Regions from separate parts of the Zea mays genome. Here region 1 is linked to region 2. The links are chromatin contacts, called in public Hi-C maps. All regions are on one chromosome and are shown on one strand. The core of a region is the stretch at or near the end of the contact, and the rest is flanking DNA. Distances in the headings are between cores, read along the strand shown. Region 1 has its middle 37 kb from the start of LOC103652966. Region 2 has its middle 100 kb from the start of LOC103652966.

Region 1 (7,081 bases), core at 1,017-3,516, 140 kb after region 2:
AGAAGAGAAGCTCACTCGGTCTAGGTGACCGTTTGAGAGAGGGAAAGGGTTGAAAGAGACTCGGTCTTTGTGACCACCTCAACGGGGAGTAGGTTTGCAAGAACCGAACCTTGGTAAAACAAATCACCGTGTCATCCGCTCTTATTCGCTTGTGATTTGTTTTCACCCTCTCTTTCAGACTCGATTATATTTCTAACACTAACCCCGGCTTGTAGTTGTGCTTAAAGTTTATAAATTTTAGATTTGCCTATTCACCCCCCTCTAGGCGACTTTCAGCAGTTGACCCCGCTATGTTCCATACTCCTATGAGTATCAAAGTTGTAGTTAGATGTTGATAATGCATCTGGTATAACACATGCTATCTCTTCTCTGTGCAGGGCCAATCTGGGGCGGCATCCAACAACCCTAATGAAGGGTTCAGCCCAACGCAGCACCAGACCAACCGCCCACCTCCATGAGTGCCGAGTTATGTTTTTAGTGTTTCAAACACAAAACTTATGTTGAATACTTGTCAGAGCTTGTGAACTTGTGTTGATACTTTTGAACTTCTGTTAATACTGTTTGTGTTGAGAACCTCTCAACTTATGTTGAATACTTATGTCAGAATTTGTGTTAATACTGTTTGTGTTGGCTATATATGTCCGTGATCATCTGTGATGTATATATGTGATATCTGTGAAATATCTTTTGTTTGTTTGGATGGAATAGGGAAAACAAATTAAAAAGGTGCCTACTGGTCACTTTGCCGAGTGTGACACTCGGCAAAGAGGTGCTTTGCCGAGTGTCAGAGCTGTTGCACTCGGCAAAGAACCAAGACCTAGGCACCGATATAGGTTCTTTGCCGAGTGTAATGGCTCTGGCACTTGGCAAAGAAGCACGCTTTGCCGAGTGCCATACCAAGTACTCGGCAAAGGACCTGACATGGGGACCCTCTCTGGCGGATTCTTTGCTGAGTGTCTTAGGTGGCACTCGGCAAAGGTGGATTCTTTGCCGAGTGTCACCGGGGCACTCGGCAAAGACGCCGTCTCCGTCACCCGTCGTCGTAATGGCTGCTTTTCTTTGCCGAGTGCTCTCTGGCACTCGGCAAACCACTTTGCCGAGTGCCCGAGAAAAAGTACTCGGCAAAGAGGGCTTTGCTGATGCACTGTGTGCCGAGCCCTCTTTGCCAAGTGCGACACTCGGCAAAGCCTTTGCCGAGTGTTTTTAAGGCTTTGCCGAGTGCTTCAGGCACTCGGCAAAGCCGTCAATTCCGGTAGTGCCTTCTAGTCGAACAGAGCATAAAAGAAGTCTTAAGCCGCTGAAAAACATAAATAAAGTTAGGTGAATACTTACGTATTCTGCAAGCCCATTCTAGCCAGTAAAAAGAGAGGGACATATATAGTACATGCTTGGTACGCTGGAGTTATGAGTCACTCATTATTTTTCTTTAGAAAAGGCATCATCTTGGTATTTTACTCAGAGAAGAGTGGAGTAACACATTTTCTTACTCAACCACCACTGAGCTTCCCGCTCCTGGGACATCATTTTCTTTTCCAAAAACACTCACACATTTCCCCTTCCTTTTCGAAAATAAAACACTAATTGTCATACCATACCAGATTCATCCATGCCAGTGGACAAGACTATTCGAATAGGTTTCAAAGTCTGTGTAAAGGTGTACACTTTACCCACTAATCTGGCTCTGCGTCTCACTGCCATAAGACCCTACCGTAACACTCAAAATCATATTTTGTGAGGTATAAAAGTTCTCCAAAAGAATTTGAGATAAAATGACATCTATAAAAGATTTTTTATAAAACATATCTCTTTCATTTAAATAAATAATAATAAGTAGTAAATGTTGAATTGTGGAAGAACCTTTAAAATTTACATTCAAAATGGTATTTCTTAATAATGTGTGTACTTCACATTTGAAATATATATTTCTAAATAAGTGAATAAGTGAATAATATATAAATAAAATATAAGACTGTACATACATGCTGGAATTCTTTGAATGTTGCATTTATATTTGAATTGTTAAATTCAAATTTGAAAACGATGTGAATTCAAAATTTTAAATAGGGAATTTAAAAAGGGAAGAAATTAGAAAATAGAAAACAAAAAGAAAAAAAATCAAACTATCTCGTGGGTCGATTTCAGCTTCTGGCTCACTTACATCGCCAGCTCGGCCCAGCGGCTTGCGTCAGCCTTCCTCGCAGCGTCGTGCCCGATCTCCCTGTTTCTCACTGACCACTCGGGCCCGCTCTCCAGTCATCCCTCGCGGCGCGCGTGGGTTCCTTTTGTCGCTGACATCACGGGCCCATTCCCCATCCTCATCCAACCGCTCAGGCATGCGCGTGTGGGTTTAGGGTCTATGGACCGGGGGACTTGCCCGGTCAGTCTTCCTCGCCGTGGCCACCCATGGCTATAACAGTCGCCGAAAATGTCGCGCGCCCAAGCTGGCAAAACGGTCTCAACTGTCTGGCCTACCTTCGCGCGAGCTTATAAAACCTCAGGGCACAACTTTCGTTCGGATCTGGGTGTATTGCGTTGGCTGGCCATCGTCCGGTGAGAGAAGGCATTGAGAGAGCGAAGCGAGAGAGAGAAAGGAAGAACCACCGTAGTTGTGCCACCGCCGTTCAAGCCCCGGTGGTGAAGAGTAAAGCACCGCCCATGCTAGTGGAGGTCGACCGCGGCATCGCTCGATTTTGTGATGACTCGATGTCGCCGCAATTTCTCACCGGAATCCGGAATCAGCCGAGGGTTCGCGCCACATTGGACCGACCCTTTTCCCATCGCCATTCGCCGGTGAGATACCTCCTATCTAGTTTGTCGTGCTCTTCTCTCTCTATTTCGCGGGGTCATGCATGATTTAGATCACTGCGGCGAGGTATGGGCGTAATCACGACGAGCTAGTCGACGGGTGGCACGCGGCACTGCCGTGTGTTGTGCCAAGAAAGAAGAAGGGGGCATCGTCGATCAGAGAACGAACAACCGTGATTAAATCTGGGCATACCCCCTCTCTCCATCCAACTATGGCCGTAGATCTGCATGGGAGCGGTTGGATTTCACCCCGGGTTAGATGTCGCTCGCATGTGATCAGAACCACCTTATCGGAATCGTGCGGCTCAGATAAAAACCTATGTATCGCTTTGTGGTAGGGTTGCGGTGGCCATTGATCCGACCGTGGATGCCTCGGATTCGATCGCGGTCGTTTAAAGTTCGAACCCTTGATCCCAGATCTGGCGTCTCTGATCGCATCACGATCCGATCCAGGGTAGTTTTGATCGTGGCCGTCGAATTCTAATCTGATAGCCTTGGATGCTTAGTACCCCTTCGACCGTGCCATAATGCAAAAGAGCCCCTTCCCTTTTCTGCAATCAACCCGCCGCACAGAGATAGTTATAGGGAATTACAGTCAAGTCCTGGATTTTATGAATTCAACTCTAGGCTTTCTAGAATTTATGGCGCAATCCAGGGATTTAATAAATTAAGTAAATTAATATAGAAAATGGTTTTTAGTATAAAAATATTTCCAGAAACTTGTTTAATTCATATTTAATTCATTCTAACACCTTTTTGATCCATTTCAGTTGCATTAAATTTGTAATAATATTGTTTATTATCTGGTAACCCTGTTTTGTCATGAAATATAGGTTAAATTTATGCACCTAATTTATTCTATATCTAACACTTAAAACTTCGGAAAATCATAACTCTTTAACTGTAACTCCAAATTTAGTGATTCTTGAACCTTGGATCTCGTTACGATGTGTAAATCATTATTATGCAGTTTGTTCTTATGATTGGTGTGAGGTTAATTTTACCTATACCATGTTTGTTTGTATTGCTATGAGTAGCAGCGAGGTTACGAGTCACTTGAAGATTAACTTGGAGAAGTACATGTGAATCTCAAGTCTAAGGCAAGTTTTGCCCTTGTTGGAACTTGCCTTCCTGGGCAAGTAGATTCAACGGGAGAGTGGAGAGAGTGTTTGCAAAGTTCAACGGGGAATGACAATAGCTCTGTTAATCTGGCCACTCAAGGGCACTGTACGGGGGTATTTATAGGCACCCGAGTGACCACCATCCTCTAGCAAGGATGTTTATGCCCTCGGGTACCTAGATTATCCCCGGAATATTCTCACAGGGGGAGGTTACAGACCATCATTATAGAAAAGGCTATTACAGACGCGGCCCGTACATGCTTATCCGCGTGGGGCCCGTTACAGTGGGCTGAATCCCACATGGGCCTTCGGAGGCGATGAGGACGTGGGACCAGCAGACTTCGACGGAGCCTTGCCTTCGTCTTGCAATGGAGAGGACGAAGGGCGACCGTGGCGGTCCTCACCCAACTAGCTCCCTCGGCTCGCTCGGGCGTGGTCTTCGTTGGTGTAGCGAGGCGATGAAGGCATCGAGCGAAGGGTAGTGTCGCCTTCGCCCCAACATTTGCCCTCCAAGGGACCAGTTCGACTAAGTCATCTGGTGCCGAAGACGTCGCTAGATGGTGGAGACGCTGCCTTCGCTCGAAGTGGTCCCGCGGGGTTTTTGAGGTGACCGTTGATGGACGTGGCACTGTTGGACTGCATGTTTCCCGAAGCGCCGCGTCTTGTCTATAAAAGGCGGCACGACCGGGGCTGTTTCTTACCCTTGCGTGCGCTGGAAAACCCTAACTTTTTCAAACCGCTCGCCTGCCCTCCTTGTTCTTCTGCTTCGGAGATCTGGCCCGCGCCAAGCAGACCACGCGCCGCCGCCGACGATACGTAGCAATGTCTTCTTCCTCATTTGCTGCGAGTGTGTCATCGGCCAATCCATCGTCCGAGGATACCCTGAGTGATTTGGTGGCGACGGAGTTGCAGCCGGGCCACACAGTGGAGTTCGGCACCTTGAGGATTTCCTCGGTTCACGTGCAGGAGATGCAGCAGCTTGGGTACTTTGGTGACGGTGTTGGGCGCGTTCTGGGTGCTAAGGAGATTTCTGAGCCTGAGGGCGAATTAGTTGTGTTCGAGACATTCTTCATCATCGGCCTTCGCCTACCGGCGCATCGTTTTGTGGTGGAGGTCTTGCAGAGGTTCGACGTCTAGGTCCACCAGTTGACACCTAACGCCATGGTTGCCCTGGCGAAGTATGTCTGGGCGGTGACTTCATACGGCGGTCAGCCGTCCGTGGAGGTCTTCGCCAAGAACTATTGTCTGCACTAGCAAAAGAGGAAAATTGGAAATAAGATTGCACAATTTGGATCGTGCACCTTCACGCCGAGGACCGGAAAGACTTTGGCGGAAGTCGTGGAAATAGTCCCCTGCGCTCGAAACAAGTGGGGCAACTGGTGGGACTATTGGTTTTATGTCTCGAGTGGGGAAGTCGAAGATCTCCAGGGCTCCCTGCGGCCGTTATGTGCTCCCACTATTACGTGGTGTTCCCACCGTTTGAGGTGGCGGAGGACGATGAGGACGAAGGGGCCCTCCAGTATGTTGCCCGCATGAGTAGCGGGCGTGATCTGGTTGAGGAGTTTATTGGATATGGAGTATGGCCATTGGCGCACGACTGGGTACTTGGCGAAGTGTGCCCTCGCCAGATGCCTACCTTGGGTGAGCAGTTGGTGCGAAGTCCTACCTTCGCCTTGGATTTGCGCGGCCAGAACCCAGCCGCGTTTGTGCGTGAATTAGAGGATGGAGTAGTGAGAATTGTGGGGCGATATGTGCCGAGGACGGAGACTTTGCGGAGTTGGGATATTCGCGGTTCCAATGTTCGTTTGAACCGTGTTTTTAGTTGAATCGTCTTCCATATGGTGGTTACCCGGGAGACGACGCTGCTGCTACTGTCGATCGCAAGGGAAAAAAGGCGGTGGCTGCGGTTGAGGAAGGCCCTTCACGGGGAGTTGTGCCGGTTGCGGGCACTAAAAAGAGAAAACTAGGTACTGCAGCTGAGGGGTTGGGGGTCTCCGATCATTTTGCTGTGGATTTAATGGGAACTTGTGTGGCCCCCGGTGGAAGGATGTCTTCGCCCGAGCTCCGGGAATCTTCGGCGCGAATGCTGGAGGTTACCGGGGGTCGTTGGCCGAGGAATGTTTCGATCCCCCGGGCAGCCGGCGATGACATGTTTACGTCTCGCTTAGCCCGTGAGATGAAGATTTTTCCTTATGGACGGAATATTGCTGCTGTTGTATTGACAGTGATGGATAAGGATCGCCAAGATGCGACGCGGAAGCGCCGGGTGTTCACTAGGGTCGGGGACCCTAGTCGTGAGGTCAAGAAGGTGCGGGGAATTGCGAAGTCCACCACCCTCGACAGTAGCAAGCCACCGCCGGCTGTGAAGCCTGCCATTCCCGGCCCTAGCAAACCTTTGTCGGGTGCGAGGGCCCTCGCTCCCGGCTCGAGCAAGCCGCCTTCTGCTGAGCCCACGCAGGAGCGAGGGCCACCGTCTCCGCTGGGTACTGCCGAGGCGGCGGCGAGTGGGGCCGACCTCTCCATGGACATCTGTGTGGATGACTACCGTGTGGGTGGTGTCATGATGTTCGATGCCCACACGGGGCGGGGACTTGTCGGTGAGTTTTTTTCACGAGGTCTAGGTCTTGGACTAGATTGTGATGCAGGGTCAGATGCTGGGCAACTGGCTGTTGTCCCGGCTTCGGTGGCGGCCGCGCAGGTGGCCGAGGCGAAGGGTGATTCGCAGGACCCATGGTCCAAGTTTTGCGCCAGCGGCGAGATTACTTCGGCCGCCACCGCTAAAGACGTGGCGGGTTCTGTTGCGCAGCAGCTGAAGCATGCAACGCAGCATCTGAAGCATGTAAGTCGTCTTGGACTTCGTCAGTTTGTTGTGTTTATGTGATTACGAATTTGATGGACGTTTCATGGCAGGCGGCTGCCTTCGCCGATCATGTTGCGTCAGGCGCTCTGACCTTGGAGTTCGCTGCCGAGAGGCAACGACTCGAGGGCAGGATTGAGTGCCTCCGGACGCAGCATACGGAAGCTGTGCAGGACAAGTCAGCTGCAGAAAACAAGAGTCACAGGCTGATGGAGAAGTTGGCAGCTGCGGAGGCCGAGAAGGAGGACCTCAGCCGTCAGCTGGCGGTGGAGAAGAAGGATGCGAACAGGGCCTGTGC
Region 2 (7,492 bases), core at 712-3,211:
AAATCAACATTACATCAAACATAAGAACAACTGCATAATAATATTCTACGCGCTGCTACGAGATCGTATAAACAAGAACCACTAAATTCGGAGCTACGGTTATTAAGTTAGGAATTTCTGAAGTTATTTAATACCTAGAATAGAGTTATTCATGTGAATAATTTTAAATCAAGTTTCATGGTTAGACAAAGGTACTAAGTAATAAACAATACTTAAACAAAATTAATGCCACTGGAATGAATCATTTTGGAGCAAAATTCATCAAGTTATGAATTTCCGAAGTTTGGGACATTATTTTGCATTAAAAGAAGTTCTGTATTTAATTTAATAGAATTTTGAGTTATTTGGACTGCGGCAACTATTTAAAAGAAACCTAGGGGGTTCTGCGCAAAAGACACAAAGACACAGAACTCCAACAGTGTGGACTACGGGTTGTTTATAGTTAAATAAGAGGTCTCTTTTGCAAAACGCGCAGGTCGAAAGGGTATCGGTTAAGTCTGGCCGTTGGATCCTGCATCAAGGGCCACGATTAAATTTTCTTACCACCGAACCAGAATGCGATCGCAGCCATCGAATCAACGATCGACGGCCCGAAGGGTTATATGCCTAGATCTAATCTGTGCCCTCCGCAATCGATCCAACGGTTCGATGTTTACCCTTTTCTGGACATATCCCGGCCACAGATGGTTGCAGCAACGGTCCCAGAGCATTTTCTTTCTTCCAGGACGACTCCGGGCGGCTCCCGTAGCTCCGCCGCGGCGAACACGACGGCTTGATCCCGCCACCGCGCTCGACTACCCTATTCACACCCGAGGTCGGTGCAACGCAAGGCAGGAACCCAAAGGATCAGGGTCGATGTGGCTTACCAGTGGGTGAAGCTGGGGTGGCCCTCGGCCAAGGTGCGGTGCGAACCTACGGCGGCGCCAGAGCCCATGGATGGACGAGTGATCGCGCCCGGCGCGTGAGTTCGTAGGAGGAGACCAGCCACACCTAGCCGACCACCAGGGACTCCGCGACAACCTTGTGCAGCTTCATGGCACGATTCAGGTGCCGTCGGGACATGGCCGGAGCACAACTGCGCTGCGCCGAGCCAGATCACACGGAACACAGTGTTGCCGCACGGGCCCCGCCCACGGCGTGAGGCAGAACCGCGATGGCGATCCATCTCAGTTTTCATGGCGACGAGCTCACCGGCGAGTGGGGCGGCGATCCATACCCCAGCCTGGAGCACGACTGCGGCGACACTTACCCAAGCCCCACGGCGACAACGCTCAAGCTTCAATGGAGTAGGAGATAGTTGCGGCGAGGGCGCGAGGCAGCGTGCTGGGAGCAACGAACAACGCGAGAGGCCGCTGGCAGCTTGGGCTAGATCCCGGCGAGGTGCGGACCAGAGCCACGACCGAAGCCGCGAGGCGGTGCCCCCTCAAATCGAGCACCAGAGCTCCACTTTCCCCCTACGGTTTGTGCTATGCAGAGCGGACCAGCAAGTGAACCAAAGGGTCAAGAAGCTCACCAAAGTTCCTGCCGAAGCGACCTTCGACCATGGAGGGGTGCGTCTTGACAATTCCTCACCGCTTCGGCCCCAGAACCGCATGGTGAGGGCATGATAACCATCCGCGTGCCTTTGCGAAGATCACTAGGCCACGACCCTCAATCAGACGCTAGCGAATCGCAATGACCATGGTGCCACGGCGGCGGCGGATGTCCCTGCCCCATAGCTCCTGCTGGCGATTCCATCGGAGGCAATGGCGCCCATGGGGTGGTTGGTCCAGAGGAGGACCCGGTTTTATATGCCGGGAGGAAGAAGGCTGGGCACGAGCTCATCGGATGGATAGGGCAGGATCCGTCCGGAAGTCGCGCGCTTCTGTTCCGAGCCTGCGACCGAGATGGAAGGGGAAGTTGTCGCCACGGGTCCACCCATCAGTGGCACAAGGATTTCTAGGCGTGCACGTGACAGACTGGCATGTAGGGCCCACACGGCTATGGCCAGCATGCAATCGCGGAACAGGGAGAACGGACAGGGAGGCTGCTAGGTGGGGCCAGGCCGTCAGTATTGGCACATGACCAGGTGCGTGCGTCTGTGTGGGTTGGGCTGCGCGCGTCAAGTAGTGGGTCGTGCGGGCCACAGGGTTTTGAGGGCGAGCTGGGCCGAGTGGAAGAAGATCTGGCGTAGGTTTGCTTTTCCTTTTCCCTTTTTATTTCATTTTATTTCTATTTGAATTTCAAATCAACACAAGTTTGAATCCTAAACTTTTACTTTGAGATGCATAAATAAAACACCAACATGAATGCAAAACTATATATATATTTGTTTTATTTTAGTTCATTTATTCATGATTCCAATCATGAAACAGAGAATAGTTCACATCTTAATACTTATAAACTTCAATAAATGCTAATTTATAAAAGAATCTTTTTATTGAATTTTAGTTATAAAACTTTTATTTAAGGAGATGTGACCTCAAATGTTATGGGAATTCTAAAGAAAAAATATTCTAATTCAAGATCTTTGAAAATTTTTACTATATTCTCAAAATGAGATTTAGGGTGTTACAAATCTTACCCCCCTTAACAAAAATCTCGTCCTCGAGATTTGTAAGAAAAGAGATATAGAAAGCCAAATGTTTGGTTGCAGTTTAGCTTCAAGTTTTTTTCAAGTGGTTTTAAGCACAAATGTTTTCTATATACTTTTTAAGTCATTAAATAAGGAAATGGTTAGGAACACGTGGGTATACTATGTTTAGCTATTAGGCAGAAGTAGAGAAGGTTGCGGTAATAAGGATTATGGTAAAGAAGATTCCATTATCGATGGTGGATCTTGACTCATTTGGTGATCCAGCTCCTGCTCTTTGAAGACTTGAGTCGGTGCTTCTCCTTCCTTGACGGGGTTGGTCTTCTTTGGCCCTCATCTTTAGAGTTGCCATCTCTGCTAAGGTATTATGGTTAAGATAGTTGTCGGTGCTTGTGATGGAAAGGCCCAACATGATTTACTTTGCTTTTGGGGTAGATGCATTTAGGTAACTTATCAGGTAGGTTAAGTAGTTTTGCATGACCGAGTTGATCTAAGTCACCAATTTAGGCTTAAGTGAGTTAGGAGTATGGCCTTATCCTTTGTACTAGCATTAGATAACTTACTCTAGATTAGATCATAATAGATTAGATAGAATCCAGATTAGGTTGGTACGACTAGATTAAACTAGTTATGATCTCATTATTTTGGATTAGGTCCTGGTGGTTACTTTAGGATCAGATAAATATAGTGGTTAGGATAAAACGAATCTTTCATGATGAGATGAATTCATTAAGATAAGAGAGAATCTTTTAAGATAAGATGGATCTATTAAAATATGATAGATCTTTTTAAGATGAGATGGATATTGTTAGGCTAGATACTTTATTGAGGGATAATCTAGTTTGTCTAGTTAGTTTTATAAGCATTATGTTTATGCAGATGTAATTGTGGACCTTACTCCACAACTCATCACACTCAATCAAAGATCCAAATCAGACAAATATCATAAGAACAAGCATTCAAGTTCATAGATATTTATATAAAAATAGTTTTGTTTTTGTTCCTAAGAGTAGGTCTCCTATTTCTAAAGTCACTCTAGGTGTAGGATTTCAAAGTGTGAAATCCACATTTGTCTTTAGAAAGAAAAGGTAAGAATAATCAGAGTAAAGCGGAAATAGATGAGAAAAGATTAAGAAAAGTTTAGATAAGAATCAGAGTAGCAAAGGTAAGTAGACAATGGTTGTCCAGTTCTATCTAGGTTTCGTCCTACAGTCAACATTCCTCTGATACCACTTCTGTCACACCCGGGTGTCAGGGGCACTAAGACCCGGGCGCGAACATAATCACCAGGTGTGCTGGGACCAAGTCTCACACATATGATGAATCATGGCACAAGATTGAATGTCACATATTTACTAAATAATAGGAGTTCTGTACAAAATAAATAAATAATTATATTATAAGAGACAACGGTCCAGCAACCCAAAGTTGACTGGGAGACGACGGCCTAGACCTCTCACGAACACATCACAACATCCTCCAAGCGCCTCATCCTGTGGTACCTGCTCTTGACCTGTGGGGGGGGGGGGGGTGTGAGACAGCAAGAGTGAGCTCACATACGTTCATCGCTCAACAAGTTGTGGGGAATAATGTGCATGAACTCGCCAAAGGTGGGAGCTCACGTGAAGAGTAAGGCTTACCAAAGAGGATGGTTAGAGCTGAGCATTGCTTTTAAAGTTGGTCAAAATTTTATTAGCAGTTACTAAGTATAAGTAAATACCAACCCAATTAAGAAAAGTAATAACATCACCTGCGATGCAATGCATATGACAAATTGAATTTAGTTCCATAAATTAATCATGTGAGGGTTCGAGCTGCTCATGACCGTGAGCACGGCTAGTATACCAGTTTTACACTCTGCAGAAGTTGCGCATCTTTACCCACAAGTCATGTTACCAATCTGCCAAGGGATCGCGACTTCCCATACACCTCTACCGAGGAGGCGAGGCAGGGTAACACTACGAGGCCTTTACAAAGTTCCACTAGCTTCAGAAAACCCGCTACAGTTTATAGGAAGCTCCAATGCAGGGATCCCTCGCATGATCGCCATCGCAGCAAAATCATCCCAAGGACCTCCCTACACTGACCACTCCCCTACTGCCCTTGCCCCTTTCGGGTAAGGTAGTCTTCCGCTAGCTTTCCTAATTAATCAGCCAAGGGCGTCCCATTAAACCCTTATGGTGGCACTGTTTTCCCGGGTGGTTGCTCCATGTTCCAATTAACATAATGATCTTATCATGAACAGTAATAATAAATAGATAATAAAAGTGTGATCATGAATAATGTATCTTCATACCCAAAACCACATAAAGCACTAGCAAGTACTACCCAAAAAGTTCAGTGGTAAACAAGTTATAAAGATAATCAAACTAGGGTAACCTATTAGGTCCCATCAAAATTAACCTATGTAGATCATTATGATTAATTAGAACATGAGTGGGTAAAAAGAAGTGATCAAGGGCACAACTTGCCTGGGACTTGAGATTCCAGGTACCAGGATGATCTTCAGGTGACTCGTAACCTCACGCTAGTCGTAGCAATACAACAAACATGGTATAGGCAAAATCAACATTACATCAAACATAAGAACAACTGCATAATAATATTCTACGCGCTGCTACGAGATCGTATAAACAAGAACCACTAAATTCGGAGCTACGATTATTAAGTTAGGAATTTCTGAAGTTATTTAATACCTAGAATAGAGTTATTGTTGTGAATAATTTTAAATCAAGTTTCATGGTTAGACAAAGGTACTAGGTAATAAACAATACTTAAACAAAATTAATGCCACTGGAATGAATCAATTTGGAGCAAAATTCATCAAGTTATGAATTTCCGAAGTTTGGGACATTATTTTGCATTAAAAGAATTTCTGTATTTAATTTAATAGATTTTTGAGTTATTTGGACTGCGGCAACTATTTAAAAGAAATCTAGGGGGTTCTGCGCAAAAGACACAAAGACACAGAACTCCCACAGTGTGGACTGCGGGTTGTTTATAGTTAAATAAGAGGTCTCTTTTGCAAAACGCGCAGGTCGAAAGGGTATCGGTTAATTCTGGCCGTTGGATCCTGCATCAAGGGCCACGATTAAATTTTCTTACCACCGAACCAGAATGCGATCGCAGCCATCGAATCAACGATCGACGGCCCGAAGGGTTATACGCCTAGATCTAATCTGTGCCCTCCGCAATCGATCCAACGGTTCGATGTTTACCCTTTTCTGGACATATCCCGACCATAGATGGTTGCATCAACGGTCCCAGAGCATTTTCTTTCTTCCAGGACGACTCCGGGCGGCTCCCGTAGCTCCACCGCGGCGGACACGACGGCTTGATCCCGCCACCGCGCTCGACTACCCTATTCACACCGAGGTCGGTGCAACGCAAGTCAGGAACCCAAAGGATCAGGGTGGCTTACCAGTGGGTGAAGCTGGGGTGGCCCTCGGCCAAGGCGCGGTGCGAACCTACGGCGGCGCCAGAACCCATGGCTGAACGAGTGATCGCGCCCGGCGCATGAGTTCGTAGGAGGAGACCGACCACACCTAGTCGACCACCAGGGACTCCGCGGCAACCTTGTGCAGGTTCATGGCGCGGTTCAGGTGCCGTCGGGACATGGCCGGAGCACAACTGCGCCGCGCCGAGCCAGGTCACACGGAACACAGTGTTGCCACACGGGCCCCGCCCACGGCGTGAGGCAGAACCGCGATGGCGATCCATCTCAATTTTCATGGCGGCGAGCTCACCGGCGAGTGGGGCGGCGATCCATACCGCAGCCTGGAGCATGACTGCGGCGGCACTTACCCAAGCCCCATGGCGACAACGCTCGAGCTTCAATGGAGTAGGAGAGAGTTGCGGCGAGGGCGCGAGGCAGCGTGCTGGGAGCAACGAACAACGCGAGAGGCCGCTGGCAGCTTGGGCTAGATCCCGGCGAGGTGTGGACCAGAGCCACGACCGAAGCCGCGAGGTGGTGCCCCGTCAAATCGAGCACCAGAGCTCCACTTTCCCCCCTACGGTTTGTGCTATGCAAAGCGGACCAGCAAGTGAACCAAAGGGTCAAGAAGCTCACCGAAGTTCCTGCCGAAGCGACCTTCGACCATGGAGGGTGCGTCTTGACAATTCCTCGCCGCCCCGGCCCCAGAACCGCATGGTGAGGGCATGATAACCATCTGCGTGCCTTTGCGAAGATCACCAGGCCACGACCCGCAATCAGACGCTAGCGAATCGCGACTACCATGGTGCCACGGTGGCGGTGGATCTCCCTGCCCCATAGCTCCTATTGGTGATTCCATCGGAGGTAATGGCGCCCATGGGGTGGTTGGTCCAGAGGAGGACCCGGTTTTATATGCCGGGAGGAAGAAGGCTGGGCACGAGCTCATCGGATGGATAGGGGAGGATCCGTCCGGAAGTCGCGCGCTTCTGTTCCGAGCCTGCGGCCGAGATGGAAGGGGAAGCTATCGCCACGGGTCCACCCATCAGTGGCACAAGGATTTCTAGGCGTGCACGTGACAGACTGGCATGTAGGGCCCACACGGCTGTGGCTAGCATGCAATCGCGCAACAGGGAGAACGGACAGGGAGGCTGCCAGGTGGGGCCAGGCCGTCGGTATTGGCACATGACCAGGCGCATGCGTCTGTGTGGGTTGGGCTGCGCCCGTCAAGTAGTGGGCCGTGCGGGCCACAGGGTTTTGAGGGCGAGCTGGGCCGAGTGGAAGAAGATCTGGCGCAGGTTTGCTTTTCCTTTTCCCTTTTTATTTCATTTTATTTCTATTTGAATTTCAAATCAACACAAGTTTGAATCCTAAACTTTTACTTTGAGATGCATAAATAAAACACCAACATGAATGCAAAACTATATATATTTGTTTTATTTTAGTTCATTTATTCATGATTCCAATCATGAAATAGAGAATAGTTCACA

The links. A called contact is a pair of places that touch in the nucleus more often than the background predicts.
Region 1: a Hi-C map of leaf mesophyll shows a contact between it and region 2, with 2.1 times the contacts expected there. The contact joins two enhancer-like sites. A contact is called at or near these places in 3 of 25 Hi-C or Micro-C datasets (bundle sheath, endosperm and leaf mesophyll).

Annotation. Positions count from the first base shown.
Region 1 is chr4:26,219,370-26,226,450 of Zm-B73-REFERENCE-NAM-5.0, forward strand. No RefSeq gene overlaps it. Among protein-coding and RNA genes, the nearest start is that of LOC103652966, 37 kb to the left of the region's middle. Within about 2 kb of position 2,267, at least 17 of the 20 cell types and tissues checked have an H3K27ac peak or open chromatin away from gene starts, as enhancers often do. A contact at or near this core is called in bundle sheath and leaf mesophyll, where this site is marked.
Region 2 is chr4:26,079,785-26,087,276 of Zm-B73-REFERENCE-NAM-5.0, forward strand. No RefSeq gene overlaps it. Among protein-coding and RNA genes, the nearest start is that of LOC103652966, 100 kb to the right of the region's middle. Within about 2 kb of position 1,962, at least 18 of the 20 cell types and tissues checked have an H3K27ac peak or open chromatin away from gene starts, as enhancers often do. A contact at or near this core is called in bundle sheath and leaf mesophyll, where this site is marked.